Regions from separate parts of the Mus musculus genome. Here region 1 is linked to region 2. A link is a contact called in public promoter capture Hi-C data. All regions are on one chromosome and are shown on one strand. The core of a region is the stretch at or near the end of the contact, and the rest is flanking DNA. Distances in the headings are between cores, read along the strand shown. Region 1 holds the start of Vcpip1 (valosin containing protein (p97)/p47 complex interacting protein 1). Region 2 overlaps Pcmtd1 (protein-L-isoaspartate (D-aspartate) O-methyltransferase domain containing 1).

Region 1 (5,465 bases), core at 925-3,424, 2.6 Mb before region 2:
ATTTCTAGCATCCATGAGACCCTAGGTTCAATCTTCAACATTACAAATTAAAAACAAATACAGCTTTGGAACAATTTCTATTACATTTGCTTTTAACCCTAATTATGTTACTAATGAGGACTCAGACACTGAATAAAGTACTTAACTTACTGTTGCTCAGTTTCTTCATCTCCAAAATAGAACTGGTTATGATGGTACCTGTTTCAATATTTTAATGTTAACTAAATACACAGGAAAGATGCTAATGTACAGTTGGTGGTAAGTAAATACACAGGAAAGATGCTAATGTACAGTTGGTGGTAAGTAGGCGTTAGTAGCTACTACTACTACTGTTATTATTAAACAATTTTGATCCCTTTAAAAACAACAATAAGCATACTAAAGTGGAGAGGTGAAAGCCTGTATGGCCCCAACCCTGCACAAAGAACTCTAAGCAGTGAAGGAATGTTGAGAGGAGAGGAAGCAGTCTTACCTAGGGAAGAGCACACCAGTAACTTATCCCATACCAAATAATCAACCTTGAAAACATGCATGCAAATAACAGTATACAGACTGAACAGGTTGTACTTATGTATTTAGAAATACATGACTATGTCATAGTAAGCAATGAAAAAGCTATTATTTTTACATTACTTTTAATTAAAATAATAATCAGATAACTTCAACTTCTGTCCACTTCTGTCAAGTGGACAGAAATAAACATAGAGCCTAATTATCCTGAATTTCAGAGAAAAGAGTGTGTTTAACACAAAGAACAGTTATAGATCTACACACACACACACACACACACACACACACACATACAGTTTGAAAAATGCATCAGTTGAGACCACGAATTTGAAAGAGAGCAAGGAGGGGCATATATGAGGGTTAGGAAGGAGGAATGGGAAGGGACATATAATTATATTATAGTCTAAAAAATAGAGTGAAGTGAAAATCTCCTATATATTATGCAGGCTGGGATTATATCTCAGTTAGTAGAATGCCTGCCTATCATGCATGAAGCTCCAAGTTCAGCCCTTAACACTGCATAACCTAGGTGTAGTGGTATGTACCTCTGACCCTGGCATTTGGGAGGTGGAGGCAGAAGACAGAAAGTTCAAGGTCAATTCTCTACTATAGGGAGTTTGAGGTCTGCCTGGGCTAAAAAAGTAAAACTGTATACTATATATGCATAGAAAAACCTTAATAATTGTGATCTCTAACTGCTAACAGACAACGTTAACTTTCTTTTAAACTTATTTTTTAAACATTTGATGACAAGCAATTTCCTTAACACTTAAAAAAGAAGACAGGTTGGTGGCAAACATCTTTAGTCCCATCACTCAGGAGATAGAGGCAGGTGGATCTCTGTGGATTTGAGGCCACCCTCGTCTATTTAGTGAATTCTACACAAACAAACAAACAAATAAACAAATAAACAGACAGACAGACAGACATACAAAAAGACAAATATAATAACAGGATGTTTTCTTTAAAAGTGTTCTTACAAGTTGGCGATCAGTAATTCTCAAACTGTGACCTTTCATCATTAACCTACCAGCTTATAACTACGAATAAGATAGAAGCTCAGTTACGGCACTTGCTAGCTAAGTGGTAATTTTAAAAAAATGACATCGTATTTGAAAAATTAATATACTTAAAAAAAAAAGTAGCCTCATAGAAAACTCCTTCCATGTTCTTAGGACCTTTAACCCGGACTTCCTAGCAGTGGTGGTGGACTTTAGACCCTCTTCCACACCAATCCTTTGCACTTTTGTTTTCCCCAAGCACACTCCTTTCTGCGCAAGGGGAAAGTGCAGGGGGACACTACCCACAGCAGCCTAGGAATGTGATTTCTCTGACTCTTTCTCGTGGGCCATAGAATGGGGGACAAACTACAAAAGAGATCCAGTTAAAAATACAACTACCGACAAGCTCCGCGAATCATCGACTTCCTTTCTGCCCCCACCTTCCGAGTGCCTTCCTCTTCCTCCTCCCCGCGTGCGTCGAGTCGCTTTGCATCACGGTATTTGAAGTTCTTTCTGGACGGAAGCGCCTAGCACTCCTTCGCGAGAGAGGAGCCGGAAGACTCTGGTTCCCAGAGGGCAGAGCAGAAGCTACGCCTGCGCAGTCTCAGTGAGGGCGTGTATGTCTGTGTCTGAGGGAGAGAGCGAGAGTGAGTGAGTGTGAGTGCGGGGTGGGGTGGTGGCCGTTACGTTCGGGGCAACGGCTAAGGCAGTGGAGAAGTGAGAAGAGAAACAACGTCCGGCGCTTCCGCCTTCGCCTAGGAGGAGGAGGAACTGGTAGGAAAAGGAAAGCCATTCGCCCTGGGCCTGGACTAGACCTCGTCGGGCCGGCGGAGGTCTGGCTATGTGCCTTTGAGGGTCGCTTGGGACGCCGAGCGAGAGCCGAGAGCGATGTCTCAGCCGCCGCCGCCTCCTCCGCTGCCGCCGCCGCCGCCTCCCCCTGAGGCTCCGCAGACTTCGTCGTCTCTGGCGGCGGCGGCTTCTCCGGGGGGCCTTTCGAAACGAAGGGACCGAAGAATCCTTTCCGGGAGTTGCCCGGATCCCAAGTGCCAGGCGCGCCTCTTCTTCCCGGCCTCGGGTTCTGTCAGCATCGAGTGTACCGAGTGCGGACAGCGGCACGAGCAGCAACAGCTGCTGGGAGTGGAGGAGGTGACCGACCCGGACGTAGTGCTGCACAATCTGCTGCGGAACGCGCTACTCGGAGTGACGGGGGCTCCCAAGAAGAACACGGAACTGGTAAAGGTGATGGGCCTCTCCAACTACCACTGCAAATTATTGTCGCCAATATTGGCACGCTATGGAATGGACAAACAAACGGGCCGGGCCAAGCTTCTCCGGGACATGAACCAAGGCGAACTGTTCGATTGCGCGTTACTTGGTGACCGGGCCTTCCTCATCGAACCAGAGCACGTCAACACAGTGGGCTATGGCAAGGACCGCTCCGGAAGCCTCCTGTATTTGCACGACACGCTCGAGGATATCAAACGGGCTAATAAAAGTCAAGAATGCCTCATCCCAGTGCATGTGGATGGGGATGGACACTGCCTAGTGCATGCTGTGTCTAGGGCTCTAGTAGGCCGAGAGCTCTTCTGGCATGCTCTGAGGGAGAATCTTAAGCAGCACTTTCAGCAGCACCTAGCCCGATATCAAGCCCTGTTTCATGACTTTATTGATGCTGCCGAGTGGGAGGACATTATCAATGAATGTGACCCTCTGTTTGTGCCACCTGAAGGTGTCCCCTTAGGCCTGAGGAATATCCACATATTCGGCCTTGCCAATGTGTTACATCGTCCCATAATTCTTTTAGATTCCCTCAGCGGCATGAGAAGCTCTGGTGATTATTCAGCCACCTTTCTACCTGGCCTCATACCTGCAGAGAAATGCACTGGGAGAGATGGTCATTTGAACAAGCCAATCTGTATTGCGTGGAGTAGCTCTGGTAGAAACCATTATATTCCCTTGGTAGGCATAAAGGGGGCTGCCCTGCCCAAACTACCCATGAATTTGTTACCTAAAGCATGGGGTGTGCCTCAGGACCTTATTAAAAAGTACATCAAGCTTGAGGAGGATGGTGGCTGTGTTATTGGAGGAGACAGAAGTTTGCAGGATAAGTACTTACTTAGGCTGGTTGCTGCTATGGAAGAAGTCTTTATGGACAAACATGGTATCCATCCTAGTTTGGTTGCTGATGTACATCAGTATTTCTACAGAAGGACTGGGGTGATAGGAGTTCAGCCTGAGGAAGTTACAGCAGCTGCTAAAAAGGCAGTAATGGACAATCGCCTTCACAAGTGTTTGCTTTGTGGTGCCCTTTCTGAACTTCATGTCCCTTCTGAGTGGTTGGCTCCAGGAGGGAAACTGTATAACTTGGCAAAAAGTACTCATGGGCAGTTGAGGCCTGACAAAAATTACAGCTTTCCCTTAAACAATTTGGTTTGTTCATATGATCCAGTAAAAGATGTTCTGCTACCAGACTATGGATTGAGTAATCTAACAGCTTGTAATTGGTGCCATGGCTCATCTGTGCGAAGAGTCAGAGGAGATGGCTCTATTGTGTATTTGGATGGAGACAGAACTAATTCTAGGTCTACTGGTGGCAAATGTGGTTGTGGATTCAAACATTTTTGGGAAGGTAAAGAGTATGACAATCTTCCAGAAGCTTTTCCTATCACTTTGGAGTGGGGAGGAAGAGTAGTCAGAGAAACAGTATATTGGTTTCAGTATGAAAGCGATCCATCTTTGAATAGTAATGTTTATGATGTTGCAATGAAACTTGTTACCAAGCACTTTCCAGGTGAATTTGGGAGTGAGATCCTAGTTCAGAAAGTTGTCCACACTATATTGCATCAGACTGCAAAAAAAAATCCGGACGATTACACTCCTGTAAATATAGATGGTGCTCATGCTCAGAGAGTTGGAGATGTGCAAGGACAAGAATTGGAGTCGCAGCTACCAACTAAAATTATTCTTACTGGACAGAAAACAAAAACTTTGCATAAGGAAGAATTAAACATGAGTAAAACTGAAAGAACTATTCAACAGAACATCACAGAACAAGCTTCTGTGATGCAGAAACGGAAAACAGAGAAATTAAAACAAGAGCAAAAGGGGCAGCCCAGAACTGTTTCTCCAAGTACTATTCGTGATGGGCCATCATCTGCACCTGCCACCCCCACCAAGGCTCCCTACTCACCTACCACTTCTAAGGAGAAGAAGATTCGAATAACAACTAACGATGGACGGCAGTCTATGGTTACCCTTAAGCCTTCAACAACCTTTTTTGAGCTTCAGGAAAGTATAGCCAGAGAGTTCAACATTCCTCCATATTTACAGTGTATTCGATATGGCTTTCCTCCTAAAGAGTTAATGCCACCCCAGGCAGGGATGGAAAAGGAGCCAGTTCCTTTACAGCACGGTGACAGAATTACAATAGAGATCTTAAAAGGAAGAGCAGAAGGTGGTCCATCCACTGCTGCACACTCAGCCCACACTGTGAAACAAGAAGAGATTGCTGTTACTGGTAAACTGTCATCTAAGGAACTTCAGGAGCAAGCTGACAAAGAAATGTACTCCTTGTGTCTTTTAGCTACATTAATGGGTAAGAGCAATTAAACTCTGATGGTGTATTTTTATTGTGAGTATGAAATACTGAGGATTTTGTTGTTGTGGAGAGGGAAAAGAAAAACCTGTTGTTACCATAAATATTTGATTCTATACATAGGAGAAAATTATTTTCCTGTTTGGTAGTAGATACTAATATGATTATTGAGTGAATTAGAACAGCTTGAAACTACAGAATGAAAGTAGTTACTCAACTGTAAATGAGATTAATTAAATTTATTTCAAAATTTATTTTTAAAAAATGTATTTATAGTTAAAGCCCTTTCTTTTTCTCCCTTTCTGAGCTCCATCTTGATCATTTTTCATTTATTTTTAATTTCATTTTCCTGTCTGTCA
Region 2 (5,808 bases), core at 3,263-5,762:
GGGCTACATGAGACCTTATTTCAAAAAGAAAAAAAAGTAAAAGGTCATATAATACATAATGAAATACTGTTCAGCCACATGTTATTACAACATGTAACTTGGAGGACATTGTGCAATGTGAGAGAGACAGACAAAGCAAAAGAAATGCTGCAAGGTCTTTAAGTGGAATCTAAATCAGCTCAATGATTATTACTAGAAGCTAAGGAGAAGGCACATGGGGAAAGGGGAAATGTTCAACAATGGATTTGATAGAGAATGCAAGGTAATGCCTACTGCATAAAATGATATGTACTATCACATACATATAGTACATGTGGGCCAGTGAGATGGCTCAGCTGGTAAAAGAGTTTGCCATGCAAGCTTAATAACTTCAGTTCAATCTCTAGACTCCATGGGGAAAGCCAGAAGTGGCAATGCATATCTGTAACCCCAGCACTCCTACAACATTATAGGACACAGATGGTGGAAAATTGCCCAGAAACACCCTGACTAGCCCACAGCCACCCAGCACAGCAAAAACAAGACTGCCAAAAGGCAATCCTCTGCCTACTCTGACTACACAAACACACACAAACACACACACACACACACACACACTCACACTCACACAGGGGTGGGGGAGAGAATCATAAAATAATGAACATCCACGCTCTACTAATAAATGAAGTGAGATTTACTAAGTAGCCAAAGTACCCTATAAGTAGCCTGGTTTTATCACACCATATTACAAGTACCAAAATGACATTATAATGTCATGTAACATATAACTCTGATATTAAGTTTCTTTTCTTAGTGCTATAACCAAATAGCTACATGGTTTGAAGACTCCAGGCCAGGGAAGTCAAAACACCTGAGCAGCTGGAGGCCATGGCTCCAGGGGCAAAAGGAAGCTACCTGCATTGGTCTGACAGGAAGCTGAGGGGAACTAGGGGAAGTCAAGCAGGTCACGCTATGATCCCTAAAATCTACCCCATTCCCAAGAACCCACATCCTCCATGTAGGCTCCACTTCCTAAAGGCTCCAAAGCCTCAAAACAGCATCACTAACTACAGACCAAATGTCTAGGCACATGCTATGGTGGACATTTCACACTCACAGCGTGACAACTACACAGACATGCATAATTACTAAATAACAATGTTAAGGGAAAAAAAAAAAACAGAACCAAAGACAAGGAAAATAATTTCAATATATTACTTGGTAGGTCAGCGATCACGCTGTCTTTGTAGTAAGACCTGGAAACTCAGCAGTTGGTTTGGAGAGTCTTCTGTGCACACTGGAGAAAGGGAGAGGTAAGGAGGCCACTGAAAACTGAAACCTCACTGATGACCACACATGGAAATGCTATCCAAAAATAACGATAGAGAAAAGCCAGAAGCACAAGCCATTAACAATGAAGTAAATACCTACTATGTGTCCGGGAGTATGAACAGGAAGAAGCCAGGACTCCAGGCTATGTCTTTAGCTCCTAAAGGGCTAACATGAAGTAACGGAGCAAAACTGACAAGCTGAAGCGGTCACATAGAGAAACTACAAGAGACACAATAAAGGCATGTGGGGAATAAATTTTTGTTTTGTTTTGCTTTTTGAAACAGGGTTTCTCTGTGTAGCCCTGGCTGTCCTGGAACTCACTCTGTAGACCAAGCTGGCCTCAAACTCAGATATCCACCTGTCTCTGCCTCCCAAATGCTGGGATTAAAGGCGTGAGCCACCAATGCCAGGCTGGGGAATAACTTCTTAAGGAAAAAGTGTACATTTAAAAGAGTCTAGGGCAGAAAGAAATCAGTAAAGAAACCACATGGAACTTCAAAAAAGTTTTTTTCCATTATTATATTCATGTGAATTATTATACATTTCCCTAAGAGTTACTGTAAACATCTTCAGAATATTGACTGGTTTGATTCTAAGAGCTCTACTTCAGTAAAGTGAACACTATAATAACACCAGTATTCAGAGCCACTTCTATTAACTTTCTAAGCATCTACATGTTTTTAAAAAATTGATTTATTATTATTATTATTATTACTATTATTATTGGAGTGGGGGTAGCACAATCTGTTGCTTGAGAGAACAGAGGACAACTTTCTGGAGCTGGCTCTCTCCGTCAACCCATGGATTCCAGCATTTTGAAGCTTGCAATGCAAGACACTTTCTTTACCTGCTGCACAATTCTGGTTCTATATGCTTTTTAAACACAGTATTGGTAATGCACTGTTTATACTGGCAGGTAGCTGAACAGGGATTAGTAGTCTTAGAGACCATTAATGATGTCCCTCCTCCCTCCTGGTAGGGCTTGGGCATTATATAGTAATGTCTCCTTCCTTAAGAATTAATCCAATAGTCCATGTATGGTAGCAAAGACCTTTAATGCCAGCACTCGGGAGGCAGAGACAGCTGCAAGGACAGCCCAGTCTACAAAGTGAGCAGGACTCACTCCAGGACATGGAGAGATACAGAGAAACCCTGTCTCAAAAAAACACCAAGAACAAAACAAAGAGAGAACGAGAGAAGGGGCAGGTGCGGTGGGGGTTAAGAGAAAAAGAAAAATTGTGATTGACCCTGTCAATCACCAGGCCAGGAGTCCACCACCATCCCACCTCCAAAAGAAAAATTGTGATTGACCCTGTCAATCACCAGGCCAGGAGTCTACCACCACCCCACCTCCAAAAGAGATGGTTCACCTGAAGACATGTCAAGGAGATAACATATATCAGGGACGGTGACTATCCTCTTAATGAAATGAACTTCAACTCCCCAAAGCCCATACGATGCCATTTTCACTGATAAGCTTGCCTATGTTTTGAGTTCTAAATCCAGAAAGCATAATTTTTCCTTCTCTTTCTTTCTACATCTTTTTCTAAACCCCCCCTCCCCCAAAAAAGGCCATCCTGACATTCTGGACTTCACTCTCCCCGCTCCTGCTATGCAACTTACAGAACATTCCATCTCTGCTTTCTTGGACCCTAACTCAAACACCACAACATTCCCTCTTGCTTTCTCTACCTCCCTCTTCTCCACTGCTGCAGCATTTGCAACATATCTGCCCTGTTATTTTCCCTCAAACACTAATAAGATGGTCCCACAAGCTTCCAAGAGCATTTTTAAGTTCTTATTAGCAAAACTAAGACTCCCAAGAGGGAACACAAATCACCCCAATAACAACTTTAGGATTTCCACTTAATCAAATATATTTTTCATACCATCAAATATTCTCTCAAAGTCCAAAGGCGTCATGCTCCACCACACATATACACAGCAGGCCATGATAGTCTGACTGCCAGGTAGTGGGGTCATGAAGTGATGACACCAAAGCTCATGCAGTCCGTATTAAAATGACTATTTTGATGTTTCAATAATAATCTTTTAATTTGAACAGTATTGAAAAGTAGTACTATTTAAGTGTCATTTGTTAACTCTGAGCTAACCATCTCAAAGGAAAATGTATCAAATACACATCAAAAGCTACACCTGTCTGGCTGTGGGCAGTGGGAACTCGCAAGTGTTCAGAGTGCCATTTTCCCACACCTGTGAATAAGGAACTGCTTCCCAAGACCCGCCTAGCTCTAATTTCCCAGTGTCCCATTGGCTATCACAGTGGAGTCTCCTCTGCACAGAGGAGACTCCACTCAATATGTCTATTACTTTGGTCACAACTTGTACTGTCCCCTCCGACAATTTTTCTCTTCCTTGGAGAAGAAAACAATGGAGGAGAAAACATTTTAGGAAGTGTTCACATTCTCTGTTAAACAATAAAAACAAAGAAAATGCACAGCGCTAACTAAAGGAGTGACAATAAAAGACTGAAGAGTTTAAGCACTCAGCAGTTATGTCTGATACAAAAGTCATCGTTCAGGGCTGGAGAGATGGCTCAGAGGTTAAGAGCACCAGCTGCTCTTCTGAAGGTACTGAGTTTAAATACCAGCAACCACTCCGTAATGAGATCTGACACCCTCTTCTGGTGCATCTGAAGACAGCTACAGTGTGCTTAGATATAATAATAAATAAACCTTTATTTAAAAGAAAGAAAGAAAGAAAGAAAGAAAGAAAGAAAGAAAGAAAGAAAGAAAGAAAGAAAGAAAGAACACAAGAAAGAAAGAGAGAGAGAAAGAAAAGAAAAAGAAAGTCATCACTCCCTCACAAGTCACAAAATGCTGACTTACTCTTCAGCATTTTCTCTAGTGTGCGCCTATGGGCACAGTGAGGTAGGAAACAACGCTCCTGCTCACACATTCTCACCTGAAAGGATTTGGGAAATCTTGCAATCCTTCCAAAATTAAGACCTGGGGACTGAATTCATTTGCTATAGAGGGTCCAGACAACATGCAGGTATCTCCGGGCTGCTTGGGGATGTCTTACAGAGGGTTAAGTGTTAACAAGCCAAAGTAGGTGGCAAGTAGACAGATGGCAGACAGATGTAGCTGGGTGGGAGGAGAAGAGAATGAGCACTGACTCACTTTCCTTCCCCCTTAGCACCCTGGAAGGAGGAGTCAATTACTGCTCCTAGCTGCTCCTTTTCTGCAAAAAAGGAGACAAAGCCTACCCGGTCCTGGTGCAAAAGAGAATGTAGTCCAAAGAACACAGTGTTTGAAGAGATAAACAAAGAACACTTCACAAGCCCAGACAGCTACTGTCCCTGGCATCATGGACTAAGGCTACTTTGAGTTTGGTGGCAACTGTACCAGAGGAAACTTTTTCTTTCTGATATAGGAAAATAGTTAAGAATTATCAAGGAATGCAAAGACTAGGTTGTTTCACTACTGGCTTGCCAAAAACATCAAATTAACTTGGTATTTGATGATAATACAAACTGTATGTTATTTAAGATTTATTTTTGTTTGTGTGTATGTATCTGTTTATCTGCCATGAGGTACCTAGAGGACACTGGATTCCGTGGAGTTGGAATTACAGACAGTAACAAGTAGATTATTTATTATTATTATTTGTTTTATTATCATCAAAAAGTACACAGAGAGATACACTTAACCACAAAGAGAAAAGAAATCCAAACTATTTCACAGAAGAGCAATATTGCAGTTTGATAAATTACCCTAAGCATAAATAATACAAAAAGCTGGAACCGTGAAAAGATTTAAAATGTGTTCAGGAAAAAAACAAAAAACAAGTATACTCGACTCTGAGTCCTTCCTTTCACCTTAATGTAACAAGAGCTTTTTATATATGGCACATGAATTCTTTGTTGCTGAACTGTCATGACAATATCAATAAAGTGTGATTAAATAAAAAATAATCATTATTGACATTTGAAGCTGCTCTCTTGACCTTTGAAATCAACTGCAAAGCTATGAACCATTTACTTCTCTGTTTGTACAAACCAAAAGAACACTTTAACATCTGTGAAAAGCAGATCAAAAAGAAATAATCACAAAGAGGAAAAAAATATAACTGGGACTGGAGAGAGGTCTTGGAGGTTACAGGCATTGGCTGCTTTTCCTGAGGACTATGTTCGGTTCTCAGCACTCACACGATGGCTCACAAGCATCTCTAACGACAGTTCTAGCATGTCTGACACGCTCTTCTGGCCTCTGCAGGCACACACCCACAGGCAAACACCCTTACATATGTACTAAATGTCTTAAGCACAACTGTCTAGCTTCCCATCTCTCCAGCTGAATCTACTACCTCACGGTCACACTAACAGAATCAACCAGCACCAGCATATTGGATTTCTCTTCAAATCATTGCAAAAATAAAAGCCACAAAAAGTGGTATTGGGAAATGAAATGATTTGTGATGCTGCTTATAATACAACAAAATACCTTTTGTTAAAAGTCATTCAAGGGGGTGGGG

Evidence for each region. Promoter capture Hi-C pulls out the DNA fragments that hold promoters and counts their contacts.
Region 1: a promoter capture Hi-C map of liver shows a contact between it and region 2, with 5 times the contacts expected there. The contact joins the promoter of Vcpip1 here to the enhancer-like site in region 2. A contact is called at or near these places in 6 of 39 promoter capture datasets (the C10 cell line, cranial neural crest, hippocampal neurons and 3 more), 1 of 115 datasets of contacts at active chromatin or transcription factors (large pre-B cells) and 2 of 9 other capture datasets (adipose tissue and liver).

Annotation. Positions count from the first base shown.
Region 1 is chr1:9,745,091-9,750,555 of GRCm38.p6, reverse strand. Vcpip1 (valosin containing protein (p97)/p47 complex interacting protein 1) reads left to right here and starts at 2,174. Exons shown (of 3, transcript NM_173443.3): 1 at 2,174-5,106. The coding sequence starts at 2,400. It overlaps 1700034P13Rik (RIKEN cDNA 1700034P13 gene), which reads right to left and starts at 2,908. Exons shown (of 4, transcript NR_040462.1): 1 at 1,952-2,908.
Region 2 is chr1:7,103,920-7,109,727 of GRCm38.p6, reverse strand. All of the region lies in intron 1 of Pcmtd1 (protein-L-isoaspartate (D-aspartate) O-methyltransferase domain containing 1), which reads right to left. Among named protein-coding and RNA genes, the nearest start is that of Pcmtd1, 18 kb to the right of the region's middle. Within about 2 kb of position 4,512, at least 67 of the 459 cell types and tissues checked have an H3K27ac peak or open chromatin away from gene starts, as enhancers often do. A contact at or near this core is called in adipose tissue, liver and second pharyngeal arch cranial neural crest, where this site is marked.